2 separate regions of the Ovis aries genome follow, and region 1 is linked to region 2. A link is a contact called in public Hi-C data. All regions are on one chromosome and are shown on one strand. Each heading gives the region's core, a stretch centred on a gene start, on an enhancer-like site or on the middle of the called end of the contact. The rest is flanking DNA. Distances are from core to core; before and after follow the strand shown.

The links. A called contact is a pair of places that touch in the nucleus more often than the background predicts.
Region 1: a Hi-C map of tail adipose tissue shows a contact between it and region 2, with 2.7 times the contacts expected there. The contact joins the promoter of ASPH here to the enhancer-like site in region 2. A contact is called at or near these places in 8 of 16 Hi-C or Micro-C datasets (hypothalamus, liver, mesenteric adipose tissue and 5 more).

Annotation. Positions count from the first base shown.
Region 1 is chr9:40,145,904-40,149,597 of ARS-UI_Ramb_v3.0, forward strand. It overlaps ASPH (aspartate beta-hydroxylase), which reads right to left and starts at 1,757. Exons shown (of 24, transcript XM_060393701.1): 1 at 1,463-1,757. The coding sequence starts at 1,574.
Region 2 is chr9:40,079,855-40,083,828 of ARS-UI_Ramb_v3.0, forward strand. It overlaps ASPH (aspartate beta-hydroxylase), which reads right to left. Exons shown (of 24, transcript XM_060393701.1): 5 at 3,866-3,937. Among named protein-coding and RNA genes, the nearest start is that of ASPH, 66 kb to the right of the region's middle. Within about 2 kb of position 2,532, at least 8 of the 54 cell types and tissues checked have an H3K27ac peak or open chromatin away from gene starts, as enhancers often do. A contact at or near this core is called in tail adipose tissue, where this site is marked.

The DNA.
Region 1 (3,694 bases), core at 507-3,006, 65 kb after region 2:
AACTGCTTCAGATATAGTCAAACCTCTCTACCCAGAACTGCAAAAGGCAAAGTGGAACAAAAATGATGTGCTTTGCTTGTAAATGGCTACAAAAACTTTTGAAAACAACATTAAAGTGTCCTTCATCAGCTTTCTCTACTTGGAGCTGAAGCTGCATGAGTTCTCATTTAGATATTTTTAAAAGTGTAGGCAGAGCCCTCCTTCGTCTACCCTTCTGCCTGTTTAAGTCAACTGACTGGCATTTAAGGTCAAGTGACAAAGGAATACAAAGTTTACTTATGTCAAAGGTGAATTAATATGTTTTCTGTGGAATTCAAACTGTATCTCTTTTCTCTACAATACAAAATATTAGTTCTCAGAGTGTAAATTTATTCAATGATTTCAACTGTACTATTTTCATCATTTAAATTTAACTATTTAAATTCATTCACTCATCAAATAATTTTTTATTGAGCATCTATTAATGGCAAGACTCAAAGAGTTGGGAAAAGGAATCAACCAGAGGGAATGAGTGAGACAGGAAGGCAATACACATGAAAATAGATAATTTCAGATGGTGGCAAGTGCTATTTAAAAAACAGCTCTTTAAAGGATGACTATAGTCTTCTGATTTACTTTTTTGATACAAGTAAATACATTCCTTGCAGACCTCAGGAAACAAAGAATCTAGAATTATTTTAAACGGGAAAGTTTATAGCTCTGATTCAATACACATGTGGATTGCAGTTTTAATATCCCAAATATGAGTCAAAGGAAGTATAAAAGAAATGAGAACCACTGAAATATGAGATGAAACAGATTTACAACATCTGTTCTCTCTCTTTACTGGATAAGCACAGGATGAGAAAGGTGAATATCTTTTTTTTTTTTTTAAGAGAAGACAAAGGGAAAAAAATAGAGAAGCTTGCCCAGTATTTATGGTATTCTGTTATATTTAAAGGCAACTACAACGCACGGTAAGAAAGCTACATAAAGGCAAAAATATTTAAAATAATCTTCAAGAACATTCAAATCACTCCCCTCTCCCCCGTCCCGCACACACATCCCAGCAGCCTTATTCTCCTTTGAGCTGCACTTAAAAGCTGCTGGTTTGGCACGAACTTATTTTCTGACTTTGGCTCATTTCCAAACTCTCCAAAATATGCACAGCCAAGGTAAACTGTTTCTCTTACGCCTATCGTCAATTCCACAGCGAGCCAAGAAGGAGTGGATCGACACAACCTCCATCTCGGCTGCGCACTGCAGGTGAGGGAGCGGCCGGGAAGGGGCTCCCCGCTTGGCCCGGCCCCCCTCCAGCCCACCCACCAGGCCCACCGAGCACGGCCTCCGCCCCGCGCCCGGAGGAGGATGGAGGAGGCGCTCGGCGGTATCTGGGGAGGTGGACCCGCAGAGCCCACGCCCCCCCCACAACGGAGCCCCATCCTCCGGGCCACCCGGACCCCGGCTCCGGAGCGCCTCTGACCTCTCCGGGCCCCGGGGCTGCTGCTGCCGCCGCTGGTGCAGCCGGTCGGACTGCCAGAGCTGCTGCTGCTGCTGTTGCCGCCGCCGCCCTTGGCATTCTTGCGCGGGGCCATCGCGCGCACCGCTGGAGCAGGCAAGGGTGGGGGGCTCCCTCCGGGCGTGGGGAGCGCGGGCGCTGCAGCGGGTGAGGGCCGCGGCTCCTGAAGCTGCACGGGTGTCTCGGCACCGCCCGCAGCGCCTCCGAGGACTTTTCGCCCGGCGCGCGCTCGGCCCTCGCCTGCTCCGAGCTGGCGACTGCCCTCCCGGGGCGAGAGCGCGCCGCTCACCCGCCCTGAGACCACGCCCCCGTCCGGCGAGCCCCACCCTCCCCGCCCACAGAAGGCTGAGTGACGGGGTATACAGCCAGTCACAAGGGCCTCTATGAGGGGGCGGAAGCGAGCCGCGTTTCCCCGCCCCGCTGCAGGCTTAGGGCTGCTCTGGCGCGACGCTGCGGCCTGTGAGAGCCAGCAGCTTTCGACTTTCCAGTCTGTTCTGGTCCTTTGGAACGTGGCAGACGTGGAAAGCAAGAGGACTCTCGCGAGCTTTGGCGGACCCTGTACAATGGGGATGGGGCGGGGCGGGCGACACGTGTGCAGCGTCTGGATTAGAGCTCACCCTCTCTTGGCTTTTCACCGGGAATTTTGTTCGTGTCCCACTTCCCTGTGCACGCAGAGAGCCAAGTGAGGCAACGTCCCTTCTTGCGAAAAAACTATTTGTCAGTATTAATATTACGACATTTCTGAAATGGTGATGTTAGAACTAACTAAATGCTTAAGCCGTACGTAGTTGGTTTTTAAAGCAGGACGTCACTCCTTTTGTGCCATCAGCGTTTTCAGAAGATCTTAGTTAAGGGGTGCAAATGTAAAGCAAAAAGTTCATTTCTTTGCCCTCTATCTGAAATCTCTCTGCAGCGCTGACGTCTTCATTCCTCTCCCTTGATGTCCCCACCGTGGGTGCCCCCATGCAGGGGCAGGTAGTCTGGGCCTTCAGCTGCTCTGACCACACGTGGTCTTAAGAATATCTGGGTCCCTGGACGAGCCAGATAGGAGCTTGAGATCAGGCACATGGTCTGTCATCATCTTTGTGTCGCCAGTCGCCAACACAAGGCCTGATGCAACAGACAAGCCAGACCTGTTCGGTGATTTGATACATATCTGATAACTTCTTAACACTCTCCCCCAATTCTTGACCATGTTTCAGAGCACTTAAGAGGGCCAAGGAACCAGACCACGGTTGCAGAGTGGCACCTGCTTTTATCCCTCTTCTCCAGTTCTGCCTCTGTGCACTGTCGGGTCCTTGGCCTTACCGGCCTCTTCTGGATTCACAGAAGCCCGAGGGAGGGTGGCACTGCATAATGAGAAGGCCTCTCTCTCCTTTTTGTGAAATGATGTTAGATAGTTATCAAGACAGAGCAGGGCAGCAGAGCTCACAGGGTTTGTACTGAAGCAGCTTGTTCAGTTTTTATCTCATGGCGTCTCCTTCTGCCTTCACCCGCCCTTTTTCTCATCCAAATCCCTTAACCATTATTTCATTGGGTGGAGGAGGGTGGAGAGCTGAACTAAGAGACAAATCTAAGTTAAAGAGCTTAATATAAAATTATAATGAGAAATGAGCTGAGCAGACAATGCTCAAGATACTTGAACTCTTAAATTCTGACGAAAATCGTTGTGGTGTCTGTTTCTTGAGTGTGAGTTAAATCAGGCCCAGAGAGGTTAAATTAAGTAGGTAACAGAGCTAGTAAGTGATGAGCAGGGATGCGATATGGTTCCATCTGGCTCCAGAGTCTATGGTCAGAATTCTCCTTCCAAGGACAAGGTTCAGTTTTGAGCAGAGAATGTCTCACTGGCTCCTTCTTCTCTTAGCAGATATCTTCTGAAAGCCTCCTTGGCCCAACTGCAAAGAGAGATCTGAAAAAAACTGATGGTGGTTACTTAGCAAGGTCCACTTCTTTGAAGAAATCAACTTTCTCTGATAACAGACTCCAAGATGTCATGGAATGATGTTTTCCAGAAACTATCATTATATTTCAGAATACAGTGAAACCATTTTCCTGTATTTCCAGAAACCTAGTACCACTGATAAGATACATAGCTTGTTATCTTAGCCAGTACCAGACCGAAATAGAGGCTTTGTAAACAGAGATCACGGGAAGTTAGAGATTTCCTGACTTCCTTCATGTAATGTAAGAAGCAGC
Region 2 (3,974 bases), core at 1,282-3,781:
AGGTTCCTGTGTTTAGCCCTTAAGTTATGTCAAGATGCTCCTTTTCTGTTGTGAGACTGGCATGGTATACTCAACCGTTTCTCTTCCCTTGTGTAGATGCTGGACATGCTGCGTGACTCCACTGCAGCATGGGTTCACTGGTCATTGCGGTCTGAGACATCCTCCCAGTAGTAACTTGACATGGCCTCACGCAGAGGATGTTCCATATATACCATTCTAACTAGAGAACTCAAGTCAGCCAGACAATGGCCTGCAGTGCAGTACTGCTCTAGGAATCAGGTCCATCTAGATCCAGCTATACCAGCTGTGTGTGACCCTGGGCCAGTGACTTAACTGCTTTGGGCCTAAGATTTCTCTTCTGAAAAAAGGAATAATAAGTGTACCTACTCATAGCATTGTTATGAGGACTGAAGGGCTTAGAAAAATGCCTGGCCCATAATAAATAAGGGCTTCCCTGATAGCTCAGTTGGTAAAGAATCTGCCTACAAACCAGGAGACCCCAGTTCGATTCCTGGGTTGGGAAGATCCGTTGGAGAAGGGATAGGCTACCCACTCCAGTATTCTTGGGCTTCCCTGGTGGCTCAGCTGGTAAAGAACTACCTGCAATGCAGGAGACCTGGGTTCAGTCCCTGGGTTGGGAAGATCCCCTGGAGAAGGGAAAGGCTACTCTCTCCAGTGTTCTGGCCTGGAGAATTGTATGGACTATATAGTCCATGGGGTTGCAAAGAGTCTGACACGACTGAACAACTTTCACTCTCACTATAATAAGCAAACTTTATTGTTGCTGTGCGGCTGCTGTTAATATTTTTACCATCATCGTCACCACAGTGGTAACAATAATACAACTTCTACTGCTACTGAACGTTCCCCTCAGACTGCAGGACGGGGTTCTTAGTCACTTTCCTTGGTGCGTTCTTAGTCACTTGGTGTGGCCCAGTGATGCAACTGGGCCATTAGGCCCTTTTATGTTGGCACTGTTTTCGGTCTTCTTATTACAGCCTCCTATCTTGTTTCTCATTTCAGATTTTCTGCTTCTCAGCACACTGATCAATTTTTCCTGTCACTAACTGTATGACTTTTTTTCTTCTAGTCACGTTCCTTATTTATTTATTCAGTGTAATTTTACAGGTTTTATGTAGGCAGGGCTGGGCTCTCTTGCCCATCTATTCAACAGAAGCCCCTGTTTTCAGCAGAAGCACCATACACTGAGAGTCTCCATGACCCAGGGACAGCCTGCCAGGAGGAAAACTGTCTCGTGAGAGCCCACGAGACCTCAACAGAGGCACGGCCAATGCCCTCTGCAACTGCCACCCCAACCCTATGAGGGAGCAATTATCCAACTTTGAAGGGTAAAGGGCTTGAAGAACTGTGCTAAAGCTACACAGCTAATAAAAGTAACTGCAGGACCAGAACGCGACAATGGAACACAGAAGGATGGGGACAGAGAGTCTACGTTAGAGACAGTGTCAAGGAGGCAAGTGTGGTCTGATAAGATTTGAAGACTGGACACACACACAAAGATACTAACAGAAGACAGACCAAGCCAAAGGTCCTAGGGCAGAGACAGGCCTGGCGATTACAGAGAAGAGAGAGGCCAGCTAGGCTCGAGAAAAGTGATGAAGGGGAGAGAGATCAGGCCCACAGTAGGCTTGGCCACATCAAACACTGGGTGCAGAGGAGCAAAGATGGAAGCAAAGACCCAAGTGGATGGAAGAGGGGATGGTGGTGCTGACACTGCAGAAGTCAGAATACATTTTGGAGGCAAAGCTGAAGGGACTTACTGATGGATGATGCATGAGAGGGGAAAAGGAGAAAGAAATCAAGGAAAACTCCCAGGATTTTAGCTTTGGCAACTGAATGGATAAAGAGACCATTAACTAGAATATAGAAGACTGGAATAAAACATTTTTTTCGGTGGAGCTGTGAGATGGAGAGGAATCAAGAATTTCAGTTTTAGGAACATTTTGAGTCTGAGATATCCATAAAACATGCATATAGAGATAAGAATAGTTATCTTATCTCTAGTTAGTTATTCAGTTCGGTAAATCCAGGAGCTTAGATGAGAGATCAGGGCTGCAGATATAGATTCATAAGTAGTATTTAAAGCCACGGTCTGTGGTTTTCTGAGAAGAAAGTCTTGACAAAGAAGAGATTCTGGGAATCCAGGTGCTAGACTGGCTTCCTGCATCTATCCACACAGATGTCCACCGCACCCTCCACTTCCTTCTCCCCCAACCTTGGCTGAAATTTACTTTGAACAACCATCTCGACTCACTCAGATCCCCAGTACAACCTCCCTGTCCCATCTTCCTATTGACAATTCCTCCACCTCATTTTTCATGCTGCAGACAGAATACACAATGCTCCTTCACGCCCTCCAATGGTTTCAACTCCTCTTAGCATCAAGTGAGAACATCCCTTCCCCTCATCTCTCCACCTGTGTTCAGATCTTTTTGGTCCCTGGACTTTCAGACATGCCATGCCCTCTACTTAAAACTTTGCTGACAACCTTTGACTGGCGAAGCATTGCACCATCCTCCAGCTCGTAAATCAAAATGTCATTCCTCCAGGAAGCCCCTGGTGACCCAAAGTCTGAGTAAGTCCCACACAGCATCATGTATTTCACCATCACAGCACTTACCTCATCATATTGAAATCAACCATGTACTGAGATTGCATCATCCTTGGCTTAGGTTAAAGGTGAAATTTTAAAAAAAGATGCAGGAATGGAAAGCCTGTGTTTACTCACACTGGCAGGTGAAGTACCTTTTCTGGCTGAGAAGAAGTGGTACTAAAGGACACAGGCTCCTAGACCCCTACTAGCCAAGGGCAAAACTCTCAAACTCAGCCAAAGCTGGTCTCCCCAGTGGAGCACAGATGGAGCCTGATGGATGTTTTACACTTAACCGCAAAATACCCAAGATGGACTAAGATACTTTAGCCAGCCCTCAAAAGCCCAATTTAAATGATGGAGAATTGTTTGTTTTTAAGAAACATAATTTTTTCCTTTAGGGCCACCTTCAGCTCTCACCAACACACTAGAAGTATCAGGACACCACTTGTTCTGCTCTCTTCAAAACCCTCCTGTTAAATTTTGGTATGGTGCGTGTGTGCAAAGTTGCTTCAGTCGTGTCTGAAGACCCCAAGAACTGTAGCCCCCAGGTTCCTCTGTCTGTGGGATTCTCCAGGCATGAATACTGGAGTGGGTTACCATGCCCTCCTCCAGGGGTCTTTCCCACCCAGGGATCCAACCTGCAGCTCTCGAGTCTCCTGCATTGGCAGGTGGGCTCTTTACCACCAGAGCCCCCAGGGAAACCCTTTGGGGGTTCTGTGTTTTTATCAACGGATGAGTCAAGAAACAGTCTTAGCAAACATTGGTTTCTAGAGTATCGTTTAATATTCTTCATACGGAACTTAAACGTTTTAGATGTAAGAGCTAAGGAAATGCTTTACATTCTCTAAGTAAACAGCATGTTCGTGTCTTCTCTAGTAATATGATCTACGTAATTAAAAGTTTCTTTTTGCTCTGGTGGCCACCCAAGCAGTCAGTGTAATCTGAGGGTTGAAAACAGTTCCCAGAGAGCCTGTTATAGTTTGCCCTGTTCTCTTCTATTTCCCTCCTCCTGTTGCTAATGTTATTTGTTCTTGATGTATCATTGGTCACACTATCGTTGGTCTCCATTTATTCTCTTAACAATAAAATGGGGCAAAATAAAACTAGTGCAGTGTTATTTTAAAAACATTTGTCTTCTAATAACTTTTAAAAGCTCACTCAATTAATACTTGAATTTTAAAATAATATCAAAGTCATTTCACATAGTTAACCATCATTTTAGTAATACATGAAACATATTTTAATTCATACCATGTTCTGAGTATACTGTTTCATCAAGTGACTGAACTTGTTCGTGTACTTCATCTTCAATATTCTGAGGTCCTAAAATAATTAAAACATAACTAAGTAGAAAAAACGT